Regions from separate parts of the Mus musculus genome. Here region 1 is linked to region 2. The links are chromatin contacts, called in public promoter capture Hi-C maps. All regions are on one chromosome and are shown on one strand. The core of a region is the stretch at or near the end of the contact, and the rest is flanking DNA. Distances in the headings are between cores, read along the strand shown. Region 1 overlaps Nde1 (nudE neurodevelopment protein 1). Region 2 overlaps Ntan1 (N-terminal Asn amidase).

The links. Capture Hi-C pulls out chosen DNA fragments and counts their contacts.
Region 1: a contact with region 2 is called in a promoter capture Hi-C map of liver. The contact joins two enhancer-like sites. A contact is called at or near these places in 1 of 39 promoter capture datasets (neural stem cells), 1 of 15 datasets of contacts at CTCF or cohesin (the NIH/3T3 cell line), 5 of 484 Hi-C or Micro-C datasets (CD8 T cells, the G1E-ER4 cell line, bone marrow-derived macrophages and 2 more), 19 of 115 datasets of contacts at active chromatin or transcription factors (the 230-238 cell line, bone marrow-derived macrophages, craniofacial prominence and 10 more) and 4 of 9 other capture datasets (adipose tissue, embryonic stem cells, liver and 1 more).

What each region holds. Positions count from the first base shown.
Region 1 is chr16:14,175,363-14,182,156 of GRCm38.p6, reverse strand. It overlaps Nde1 (nudE neurodevelopment protein 1), which reads right to left. Exons shown (of 9, transcript NM_023317.2): 4 at 6,718-6,794. Among named protein-coding and RNA genes, the nearest start is that of Nde1, 15 kb to the right of the region's middle. Within about 2 kb of position 3,771, at least 42 of the 459 cell types and tissues checked have an H3K27ac peak or open chromatin away from gene starts, as enhancers often do. A contact at or near this core is called in liver, where this site is marked.
Region 2 is chr16:13,828,928-13,835,364 of GRCm38.p6, reverse strand. Ntan1 (N-terminal Asn amidase) reads right to left here. Exons shown (of 10, transcript NM_010946.4): 5 at 6,287-6,360; 6 at 4,194-4,247; 7 at 3,705-3,758; 8 at 2,931-3,028; 9 at 571-684; 10 at 1-230. The coding sequence ends at 51. It also overlaps a transcript of Pdxdc1 not described here. Among named protein-coding and RNA genes, the nearest start is that of Ntan1, 13 kb to the right of the region's middle. Within about 2 kb of position 3,609, at least 17 of the 459 cell types and tissues checked have an H3K27ac peak or open chromatin away from gene starts, as enhancers often do. A contact at or near this core is called in liver, where this site is marked.

The DNA of each region.
Region 1 (6,794 bases), core at 2,522-5,021, 350 kb before region 2:
ATTGTTGTCTGTCACAACAATGAGAAAGATCAAACATCTAGGTATTTCTAGATGAAGGGACGTGGATATTTCTGAAAAAACAGATGAATGCTCTGTACTTAGGAGGCTCATGAGGGAGAAAAACTGGGATGGTTCAATGGTTCAATGGTTAAAGCAATTGCTACAGGAACAAAGACCAGAGTTCAGATCCTGAGAGCCCATGGAATGCCAGGTGGACATGGTAGCCTGCTTGTACATTCTGTCAGGGAAGGTGGAGACAAAGGATCTCTGAGCAAGCGGACTAGCCAGACCAACCAACCAGCCACTTGAGTGAGCGCAGGGTTTGACTGAGAGATCCTGCTTCAATGACTAAGGCATAAGAGCAATGAGGATTCTCAACATTAACCTTCTCAGGCCTCACATGCACGTGAACACGAGTAAAAATACATATATGCACACTGCACATATATGAAAATGGAAAAGAAAAAATTCTTTTGTCATCTTATAAGAAAATACCAATTGGTGTTAGTGGCAGGGGTAGGGAGGTCGGGGTGGGGGGCACATCAGACACAAGAGGAGGCAGATTGGAAAGACCAGTTGTAAAGAATCACTACAGGTATGACAGTCACACGACTCCAGGGTCCCAAAAATAAATAACAGGTCAGGTGTGATGATATATCCTTGCAATCCTAGCACTTGGGAGACGAATACATGAGGATTGCAAGTTCAAGGCTAGCCTGAACTACATATAGAACCCTATCTCAACCCCCTGCCCTCTCTTGAACTAAAAAAACTAAAACAAACAAACAAACAAACAAAACACAAGGAAGGTTTTTTAGACAACTGGACAACAGAGAGCTCTAACTGTGACTGTCTTGAATACATAAACGTCAAATAACCCATGCCTAGCAAAGCATCTACTAAACAAAGCCAGAAGACCTTCCAGACACTTTCTGCTCATGTCACAGACAAACAGGAAAGTCCCTTAGAAACAATGAAAACCCACATAAATCCATGTCAAAATATGGTAGGAGACACATCTTTATTTCCAATACTTAGAAGGTGGACGTGGGAGACTACAGGGTGAGCCCAAGGCCAACCTCAGCTATGTGAAACCCTGCCTAAATGTTTACAAGGCTCCCTTCACTCTCCCTAAAGCTTCACCTTCAAAAAGGACAAAACAGTATGAGAGACGCAGGCCAGTGGTAGAAAGCTTGTCCAGTATGTGAAAGCTCTGGACTTGATATCAAAGACTGAATTGGCAGGAAGGGAGGGAGGGAGGGAGGGAGGGAGGGAGGAGTATGTGGGAGAGGGAGAGGGAGAGAATGTAGCTCAGAGAAAATGGATTACCATAGCTCCAAGTCATTTAGAATTCAAAACCGAGGTTAACCCATTTCTCTTCTATTTGATTGGCAGAAATCCTAAGTGTCCACTATGTAAGTCCACTGTGTTAAGGAAGCTACTTGGAAAATGAGGAATTGGTACTCTGGGAATTGGCCACTGGGAATATAAATTAGTAAAATATAAATAGATGGACAATACTTATCCGTGTCACACAGGCCTGTGTCCTCAGATAAGCCACTCCACTTATGGAACCCCACGGCACAGGCACACATCGTGGGAGGTTGCTCATTACCGAGACTCTGATCAGTAAAGGAACTAAGACTAGCCAGACACGCCCCCAGGACCCTGGATAAGTAAGGCATCATGGTATCAGCCAATGAGTCATTCAGTAGACAATTACATATGTGTGTGGGAAAAAAGATCAAGGGTGTTCTGTATCCTTCAACAGATAGTATCTCCAGCATTCATTGTTAAGTGGAAAAGCAAGATGTACAACTCAGAGTACAAAGTGTTCCATTATGGGGGACCGGAGGTGGAGGAATAACAATGCCTTTTATTTTATTCTATCAGCATATATTAATTATACATAAAGGTTTCTTTATGGCATTTTCATACAAGAACATCATTTTGATCATGTTTACCATAACCACTCATTACCCTTTTCTGTCCCCTACACTCTTCCACTATCCTCTTTTGTTTTCATGTCTTTAGTGTGTGTGTATGTGTTTATATGACCCAACGAGCTAGTGAGGGTGGCTCCCAGGGGTATGGCCATCTTAGAGTGCTGCACCATTAAAGGAAAATCTCTGCTACTAGCTGCAACCATTAGCAACTACTCAAAAATCCTTGAGGGGAAATAGGGGTCTCATGAGACCCTCCCACTTTCATGACAGAGTGCTATAAACAGTATCTCTTTTCTATGTGTTTGAATTTCCATTAAAAACAAACAAACAGGGCTGGAGAGAGAGCTCAGTGGTTAAGAGCACTGTCTGTTCCTCCAGAGGTTTTGAGTTCAATTCCCAGCAGCCACATGGTAGCTCACAGGCATCTATCCTGGGATCTGATGCCCTCTTCTGGCATCAGGTGTTCATATAGCGAGAACATTCACATACAATAAATAATTAATTAAGTAAGTAAATAAATAAACCGTAAAACCAAACCAAAAAACCCCAAACTCCCCTGGGGCTAGAGATACCTCAGCAGTTAGGAGTACAAGCTGCACTGCTCTTTCAGAAGACCCACTTTCAGTTCCCAGCACCCCATCAGGCTCTTGCTCCAGGGGATCCACACCTCTGGCATCCACTGGCACCTATACTCACATATAAATATCTAAACACACAATTAAAATCTTTTAAAAAGAGCCTGGAGAGATAACTCAGTGTTTAAAAGCACTGACTGCTATTCTACAGGTTCAATTCCCAGCACCCATATGGCAATTTCCAATTGTCTCTAACTCCAGTTTTGGATCAATGGCCTCTCTGTCCTCTGTAGGCACTGTAATACCATGCACATAAAAATTTAAAACCTTTAAAAAATTCAAACAAACAAACATCCCTTGAGCTGGTGAGAATAATTCGGTGGTTAAGTGTGCTTACTGCATGGGAGAGGATGTGCCTAGTCCTGCAGTGACTTGGTCTACCAGAGTGGGTGATACCCATGGTGGCCTCAGACTTCTCAGAGGAGGCGGAACTGTGTGAGGGGAGACTGGGAGGAGGGGGCCTGACATTGAATTATGTGAATGTACTAAATTCTTGCGGAGCATGGCATTATTGATCGTAACTCTTCACCTGTTCCTGTACCTACATTCTTGCTGGAGCCTCACTGTGGCTAGAATACACTCTCAGCCTCTGACCGTGTGACCGGCTTTTTATAAAAGGTGTGTATGTGAAAATGACACTGGCCACTTCAGAATGTGACTTGGCTTACATTCTCACATCATCAGGAGTCATCACTGAAGGAAGCTGGGCCAAGAACTCAAGCAGGGCAGAAACCTGGAGGTAGGGCGTGACGCAGAGGCCAGGAAGGAGTACTGCTCACTGGCTTGCTCAGCCTGTTTTTCTTAAGAACCCAGGACCACCAGCTAAGGGATGGTACAACCCACAGAGGGCTGGGCCCTCCCCCATCATCACTAATTTAAAAACTGCCCTACAGGCCTGATCTTAAGGAAGTGTTTTCTCAGATAAGCTTCCCTCCTCTCAGATGACTTTAGCTTGAGTCACGTTGACATAAAACTAGCCAGGACATATCCTACCCGCTGTAGACTGGACCAAATATAAATCCAGAAATAAATGCTGGAACAGAAAGCAGTGCTATTGATTCTACATCTTCAGAGAATTGTATTAAAAAAGCTGTAGTGACAGAAAACCAGCACCACCAAGGGGCCTCAAAACCTCCACAGCTCTTGCCCATATTTCTGTGTGACCTCTGAACCCGAGTACACGGGGAAAGACTAAAAGTGACCAAAGACATTTCAGCTACTGCCTGCCACAAACAGAAGGCTGTGTGGAGTACAAGTTCAGCTATGTGATCTGCCTGGGAAAGGAGACAGAGGCAAAAAAAGCTAATGGGACCCCAGGCTCAGACAGACTACAGTGTTCACCACCCAACCCAAACTGACTAGACTTATGAGACAATAAAACCTGACAGAATTCAAGAAAAAAAACAATCACTGGATCAACACTGAGATGACCTTGCTGGAAATAGGTCAAAGGTTAAAAACAGCCGTTGTGACTATGCTTAGGATCTGAGACAGGAAAAAGCTCAGTGCAGGAAGGAATAGAGATAAAGAAGAAGGAAGGGAGGGGGAGGAGGGGGGAGGGAAAGGAGGGGGGGAAGGGAAGGGTGAGGAAGAGGTAGAGGGGGAGGGGCAAGGTGAGGAGGAGGGGGAGGGAAAGAAGGAAGAGGGAGGGGGAAAGGAGGAAGTGGGAGGGGAAGGGAGAGGAGGAGGAGATGATGATGACAACAACAACCACAACAAAATGGAAATTCTAGTTCTGAAAAAACAATGTTTAAAATCAAATCTCATTTAATCCAGTGACTGAGTGGATCTTGGAGCAACTGTCGTCATCTTGGAGAGTTCAGACGCATCTGGCTGCATCCCCTTGCAAAGGCTTCATCCCAGCTGTGCTTATTGAGTGTTTACAGCCCAACAGGGAGGGTTGTCACAAGACTGTCACCTGACTATCAGACTCCCTACTACCTAAAGCATGCAAATACAAAACTCTGCCTTAATTGCATGTGGCCTCAAAGAAGAGCTAGAGAACAGTCAGAAGTCTAGGGGAGGAAGGCTCCATTTATGCTGCCCCTGGGAAGCCCTCACCCTGCTTTCCAGGTGTGGTCTTTTGGGGAAGAAGCACCAATACCCTGTAAGTGACCCCTCACCTATGCTCCGTAAGGAAGCCCAGTGAACTCTGTTTCCCCAGAGTGAACTTAGAAGAATCACGCCTTGGCTTTTGTTTGGACCTTAGGAGAGGTAGCAGTTGTTTAAGTCTTCCTCCTGTGAAGGAATTTTTGCAATAACCAGCTTAACACAGATTAGAGGAAAGAGAATTTTAAATTAAAACAGTAGAAATAGACAAGACTAAAGGAAAAACAAATGAAGGGCTGGGGAGATGGCTCTGTGTGTAAAGTGCTTGCTGTGCAAACAGGAGAACCTGGGTTTGGATCCCCCAGCACCTGCATAAAAGCTGGGTATGGTGGCAAGTATGAAATCTCCCTGTGTGCAGTTGGAGAAAAGAGAAACTAGGAGCTGCCTGGCAGCCAGTCTAGCCAGGACGGCAAGTTCCAGGTTCAGTAAAAAATCCTGCCTCAAAAACTACGATGAAAGCAACAGAGGAAGATGCCCAAAATTGTACATCTACCCTCCAGATGTACCTGTACAACCATATCAACATAATGCACAGACCACAGTGAGAGGAAGAAAGAGATGGGAGGAACAGAACCTCTGAAACCCATATGACAGGATTCATATCTGGATCGAATCAAGATCACGCCTCAAAAGGAAACAGGAACCAGGAAGATCTTTGTAAATCTAAGGAAAGCCTGGTCTAGGCCAGTCAGAAGCACTTAATGAGATTCTGTCTCCAAAGCAAGCAAGCAAGCAAGCAAGCAAGCAAACAAACAAACAAAAAAGTATTTGGAGAAAGAGTGACCAAAGTGAAATTTGATGAAAGACAAATGTTAGCCCCAGCTCGCCTTCAGCACCTCAGCACCAGCAGCTAAACCAGCCACTACGTGGGACACATAACCTTTAATGAGTCCCTGCTACCCACTCTCTTGCTCTTTCTTCTCTATCTCTCTCTTATGTCCCGACTCTGAGACCCACCTCTGCCTCAAATAAATCTCTTGCAAGAGATATGTAGTGTGGTATAATCTCTTTGGCATACCGTGGCCCCAGCCTGCCAAGGACCACAGTCCACCAAACCACAGAAAACCAAAGCTGATGAGAACCCGAGAGCAATGATTAGAAAACAGCTCTTGGGACAGATAGAGAAACAAGAATTACAGAGATTGCAACATCACCTTCAAAGTCTAAGCCTGTCAGGCCAGAATTCTCTATCTAATGAAAATATCCTCCAAGCCAGCATGGAAAGCCAGCACACCTCAAATCCCAGCACTGGGGGTGGGGGGTGGGAGGGAATGTCAATTAGGAGCCTTGTTATGAATCTGAGGCCAACCTGGTATCTGAGGCCACAGAGTTCCAACCCACCAGAAAATCTGTTCCAAAAAAAAAAAAAAAAAAAAAAGCAAGGGAGAAGAGAGAAGAGCAGATCCTTGAAGCCTGTAAGCTGGAGGGTATACAACAAGACCCTATCTCAAAATCTACAGAGGGGAGGGCCCAGAGGGCCTTGCAAGGACGAAGACCTGAATTCTAATCTCCAAAAGCCATGTAAAAGCTTGACCAAACCACATGTTAAAATGAGACCGTCTACAGTCTCAGGATACCTACAGGAAGACAGGACAGTCTGAAGGCTCACAGACCTGAAAGCTCACGTGAGTCTAACATGGAAGGCAAGGACCAAGAACACTCAACCTTGTCCTGATTTCTGTTAAATGTGCGTCCACATTCACAAACACAAATGTTCATGGGTGTGCATGGGTATTCACAGCACACACATATATGCAAGAATGGAGGCAAAATAGAGACATTCTTAGATAAGTAAGAGTCTATCATAAAGTCTTATTCTATAAGAAATCCTGAGGGAGTCTTTTAAACTGGATGAAGAGGAAACCAGACAAAAACTCTCATCTTCAGGAAGGCAGGCAGAACAGCAGAAATGGTAAACATAGTCCATCTGGTCCACGAGCCATTAGGGCTTTGTCATGCACAGCACTAATTTCTTCACACTCAGGTCTGTGGTTGTCACCTCACAAAACTTTCCTTGCCCCGCCTACCGTTTGGCTCTTTCCAGGTCATCATTGGCTTGTTCCAGTTCCCTAATGTATTTCTGCAGTTGGTCTTTAATGGCTTT
Region 2 (6,437 bases), core at 2,360-4,859:
ACCATCTTTATCAGGTGAAGATGAATTCTTCAGTAAACTCTGAGCTGATGTTAGCTCCCTGGAGAGGAGATCTTTTCCCACAAGCCATCTTTATTTTTTTTGTAGAGGAGAGCTTTATTTCCAGGAAAGAGTATATTCTCTGGAGATGGGAATTTTTTTAAAAACATCAAGGTAGATCTAATATGTTCAACAAAGTGGGGGGGCTCGGCCAGAGGAGACGTGGAAAGGCTCTGAAAAGACAAGATGGTGGATGTGAGAGGACCAGGCTGACCTCTCATTCAACATCAGAGTAGCCTTGGGCTGCGTACACATTTACTGGGCTAGTTTCAGTGTGGTGTCTGTACATCTGGGGAAACACACACTACATTGCTTACTGCTTCACCTGTATAAACAGCTGCCAGGATGTCACTAATCCCCCACTGCCGTAAAGGAAAGAGACACTGCCAGTGGCAACAGATAGTCACTCTCACCCATTGAGGAGAAGCAGCCTTAGCTGGTCTAACCTTTTTTTCTTACAGATGGGAACCAGGGTGCAGAGACTTAAGGTTTAGCCGACCTGTAAACTCTCACCTCTAGGATTTGCTTGTCATCTTGCTGCAACCAGAAATCCACTTGTGGGAATGGCGTCCAGGAACACGGGCCTATTCGGAGTTGTTCTGTCTTTGCATCATAAATGCTAATCATCTAAAAGAACCATTTCCATGACAAGCTGTAAGGACACTGCCCTACCACTGCTATAGGCTAGTTCCAAGGTTGTCTGTCCCCTTAGCTGATAAGCTGCGCACATTGACCTCCCGTAACAACAAGGCTGCCACCACCAAATGCTTCCCTGTGCACTGCTGTGTTTACTTTTGATGGCAAGCCTACAAGAAGACAACATGCTGTCCTCTCAAGGGGAAGCTGATGGTGAGAGGTCTCAGGTCACATGTCCAGTGAGCAGCAGCAGGGCCTCAGAGCCAGGTAGGTCTGACTAAAGCCTGAATTCCTCATGGTTACACAGAATACCACAGCTCCTTATTACCACCCCAAGCAAGTAGTCATCATGTCACATAAAAGAGTTCACAGTGCCCAAGACAGACAGCTCATACCTGCCATCAAACACTCAGGAGGCTGAGGCTGACCCAGAGAAGAGCACTGTGGGTTCCAGGACAGCCTGGATGACAGTGAGGCCTTGTCTCACAAAAGGAATAAAAGAAAGGTCTGGGTCTTTTGCTTTTGTTGCTGTTTGTCTGTCTTGTTTTTGAGACAGGGACTGACTGTGGTAGACCAGGCTGGCCTTTAAACTTTGGGATCTTCCTGCTTTAAAAGTGTGCACCGCCAAGCCGGGCGTGGTGGCACACACCTTTAATCCCAGCACTTGGGAGGCAGAGGCAGGCGGATTTCTGAGTTCGAGGACAGCCAGGGCTACACAGAGAAACCCTATCTCGGAAAAACCAAAAAAAAAAAAAAAAAAAGTGTGCACCACCATACCTCCCCTGGTTTTCTGTGCTGCAGTAGGTCTCACATACCTTGGGGCTGGTCTCAACTCCCGAATGTGGGATCACAGGTGTGCATACCATCACTACCAGCTCTGTGGAAGCTGATTGGCCATTCCTTGAATTCCCAAATCATGCCAGTGGGAATTTTCAGTTTTGAAAAGAGTACTCAATATTCTAATTATTAACTAAATAACAAAAAGAATCCTTTGCCACAGTTCCAAGACACCCTAGGCTACATAGCAAAACCAAGTCAAATGCAAAGTTTTTAAAGACAAGATTAGGACTCCTGAAAATTATTAAAAGACTGGCAAAACAAATGTCTGTCTCTGAACATTTTCCTGAGATGTTGTTAGCACTACACAAACAAGCAGACTTGGAGCTTGCTGGGGCCTGCGTTGCTGGCACATACTTGAGACCAGGCACCTGTGCCCTGTGTCTTCAGTTGTTTAAGACAAGACAGGACCTCCCACTGAAGCGGAAACTACATATTCAGCAAGACTAGAAACCTCAATCGTCAGCCTGTCTCTTCCCCAGTACGAGGACTGGAAGCATGCACAGCACACCCAGCTTCTCATGTCAGTGCTACAGATCATGCCTACATAGCATAACATGTTTACATGTTACATAGGATCGTGTTTGCCTTGACATCCCAGGCTGGCCTCTACCTCACAGCAATCCACCTGTATATCTCCTGAGTGTTTAGATTAAAACTGTGTGCCAGGCTCATTCTGTACATTGTAAATTCTTCTAGCTTCTACCAATTCTTCCGATGGGATGAATATTAAGCATCCTAGAGACCAAGACACAGTTGTACACTTGTGTAATCCCAGCCTGGGAAATGTTGAAGCTCTTACATAACAAGCTCTTATCTAAAGATAAAAGGGCCTAGGCTAAAAGTGCTCGGTGACAGAGCACTTACCCAGCATATGTGAGGAGCATCTTGAATCCATCCTTAGCACTACTAAAAACAAGGAAAAATATAGTGCCCTAAGGAAGTTAGACTTTAAAACTGACTAAGTGACTCACTAAACTACTACTCCTTGGTCACTTCCGTCCCTGCCATCCTCTCTATGGGAAGACGTCCCAGGCAGGCTGTTACTGTCTCTTCTATCTTCCAAGGAGAGAACTAGTGTCTGGCACTTAGAACCTAAACTCACTTAGAACCTTTTTTTTTTTTTTTTTTTTTTTTGGTTTTTCGAGACAGGGTTTCTCTGTGTAGCCATGGCTGTCCTGGAACTCACTCTGTAGACCAGGCTGGCCTCTACTCAGAAATCCGCCTACCTCTGCCTCCCAAGTGCTTGGATTAAAGGCGTGTGCCGCCACTGCAGGGCGAACCTCTTAACTCTTGAGGAAGTGGGCTGGGTAAGGAGGTGGCCATAGCTTTTCTCGGGTCTAAAAACTTGAGGCTCTTGGGGTTCCCTCTTTATCCCACAAAAATAGGCTCCCACTCACTGGGCCTCCTGCTAAAGCTCTTGCAGCACGCAGTTGCTCCTCTGGACCACGATCTTGAAAGGAAGCTCTGTAAATCTCTGCAGTTTTAATGTTGACAGCTGCAAGGGACAAGGGAGTGACTTTAAATCGACAAAGATCCAAATCAGACTTCACATTTCTAGCACTCCACATAAGAAGCAGAAACAGAAAGGAACGGGAGCTGAAGGAAGTCTGAGGTGCTGACAACCTCTGAACCAGCACAGAGAGAAGAACAGCCCCAGACCTGCTCTGGACCCTTGCGGCATGTGGTTTCAGAACTCTGCTGCGACCACAGACACTTGTGAGGCTGCAAAGTGACAGAGAATAAAATAAGAAGTGCCTGTGTGCTCACCACCCAGCTAGCTAAACAAGGATACACCAGAAGCCCTTTGCAATTTGCTAGCCTCAGAACTGAAGAGAGGAGGACCCTGGGCTTCCTTACTTCATTCCCAGAATATATAGAGATCCAAATACCTCACACCTTCCCCATGAGCACTGGCTAGGGGGGAAAAACGCCAGACCCCTCCCCTCCAGTGAGGCAGTGTGACACTGTGACATGTGACACTGTGCTACAGGAATGAGTGTGGGGTGCATAGCCTGTGCTGTACACTGGCATTAACAACCTCACAGCTAAAAGGTTAGTCAAGGTTGGCCTCTTGCCCAGGGTTTCCAAACTCACCAACAGACCTTTAACCTAACACAGTCTGCTATGCCCACATGCACACCATATAACCCTCGGATACAAACGCTACTTACCGATGCCATAAATGATTGGAAAGTGATTTTCATTTTCTTCACGGTCATTTAACTCTAAGAAACAAAGGGAAGTAGAAGCACTAAGCAGTTGTTCCTCATAGAGGAGAAGCTCAGTCAGTGCAGAGCCCCAGGGGGCACTGGCCAGCCCAGCCCGCCCAGGAACAGAGAAACCAGACAGCGTGCCTCTGCAGAAGCAGCATGAACATCCAGGTCAGTTGGGTAGGACCCGGTGGCAAGACGTCTGCCTAGTGATAAGGAGTAGTGGGCACAAGGCATCCAATAGGTGATGGCGGTTAAGAGCACTGACTGCTCTTCCAAAGGTCCTGAGTTCAATTCCCAGCAACCACACGGTGGCTTGAAACCATCTGTAATGGGATCTGAATCCATCAACAGTGTACTCACATAAAAAAATAAATATTAAAGTAAAAAAATTACAGACAAAAACTTCCTGAGCCCTTATACCCCTTTGGGAAATGTAGCAGAACTTACCTGTTACACATAATGTCACTAAGTGAATGTCATCATCCTGTTTGTCAAATTCACCTACAATTGATGTCAAAAAAGTGCTCAAGTTAACAGGGATATGTGAGTGTGGTTAATATATATATATATATCATGAAAACGTTCTAGTAGGGTCCTGGGCAGGGTCCTCAACTGACACAGTAATTCCTAGCATGCTCAAGGCATGGTGCCACAATTCAATTTCAAGTCCAGTCTGTGCTGCATAAAATCCTGTCTCAAAAGGGGCTAGGTGAGAGTAGAGGTTAGGCCAGCAAGAAGGCGAAATATGTAAAGGCTCTTGCAATCTCTGTTCCGTATATGGACCCACTCCCCCAAGTTGACCTCACCTCCATGCTCAAGCTATACGGTACACATGTGACCTAATGCTCACATGCACTTAAATGAAAAAGAAAAGAAAGTGGAGTCTGTTCCGTCTAACTAACGGGGCTGGAGACGTGGCTCAGGGGTTAAAGCACTTACTCTACTCTGACAGAAGGCCTGGGCTCAGGTACCAGTGCCCACAAGGGGGCGTTCTACGGGGAGACTGACTTTTTTGAGTCTGTTAGAGCAAAAGAATTGTCTTTATGTGTATAAGAGTTTGCCTGTGATGTATGTGTTCCATGTGCGTAGTGGTTCCGGAACCACCGGTATTGGAACTGGAGTTATAGACAGCTGTGAGCTGCCGTGTTGGTATTGGGAATTGAACCTGGGTCCTCTGGAAGAACAACCAGTGCTCTTAACCACTGAGCCATCATTCCAGTCCCCAGAGCAAAAATTTTGTGAATGTTTTTGGACAAGAGAACAAAAGTGAGTAGGTTCTGAGTGCCCATCACCCCACTGTAGGTTACCCTTCAATTTCTGTGCTCAGCTAAGCTCATAACAGAGACAACAATACACCAGACACATCATATAGTTTTATATTCTAGTTGCTTTTGTTAGACACAGGTTCCCTTCCCACCCCAGCCCACCCCACTCCAACCCCCACCCATGCAATTAAAACTTCTTAATAAGGTATATTTGACACAGGGTCTCACTACATATCCCTGGCTGCCCTGAACTTAGTAAATACATCAACCAGGCCAACCTGAAACTCAGATCCACCTGCCTCAGCCTCCCCGAGCGCTAAGGTTAAAGAGGTGTTCTACCATAGCAAGCTTTCAACTGTTTTTTGTTGGTCTCACTGTGTAGCTCAGGCTGTTCAGGAATAAACAACCCTCTGCCTCACTCACTTCCCTCCCAAGCATTGGGCTGCAAGCATGGACTCCACGCCTGGCACAGTAGGTCACAGCTCCTAGGAGATTTGTGACCCTTCTCAGGACACTGGGTGTTCCCTGTTGTCAGAACGATCATATTGTTCATCTGTGCGTCAGAATCTCTGAGCAAATGTTTGGTTTTTTACATTTTCTTACTTGTGTGTACTCGCTGTGAAGCATGTAAGAAGGTCAGAGGTCAATTTACAGGAGTCAAGTTTCTTCCAAAGATCAACTGTCAGGCTTGGTGGGAAGTACCTTACCCACTGAGCCATCCTGCCAGCCTCTCTCTGTGCACACTTTAGATGATTTTCTTAGAATGGATTCTAAGAAGGGGAGTGAACCTTTCAAAGGCTTGAGCCACAATGCCAGGTTCCTCGATGGCAGGCTGCTCCAAGGTATGTGTGTAGCACTAGTGAATATCTATTACACAACCGAAACATAACCGTGTCTTCTCTTGTACTGATCTAACAAAAAAGGCTATCATTGCTGTTTTCATTCTCTCTCTCTCTCTCTTTTTTTTTTTTTTTTTTTTTTTTGGTTTTTCGAGACAGGGTTTCTCTGTGTAGCCCTGGCTGTCCTGGAACTCACTTGTAGACCAGGCTGGCCTCGAACTCAGAAATCCGCCTGCCTCTGCCTCCCGAGTGCTGGGATTAAAGGCGTGTGCCACCACGCCCGGCTGTTTTCATTTTCTCAAGATTACAAAGACCGCTCCTGCCAGAAGAGTAATTGTTTCTATACAGCTCAGAGTATGTGCTCCCTAAGAATTCATTAACTCCTGTTTTAAAAGAGCATCTTGACAGTTTGTAACTGTAGTGGGGGTGAACTTACTGAGAAGCTGATGAGTAAGTTTCTGTGACAGCTGCCTGTCATCACTGAAGCCTCCCACAAGATGTACTTCCAGCCTGCCAAGAGAGGTACAGTGGTCAGAGTTAGGACAAGACTTGACTGTGCTGGTTTGAAGGTGATAGTTAGTGGCTCC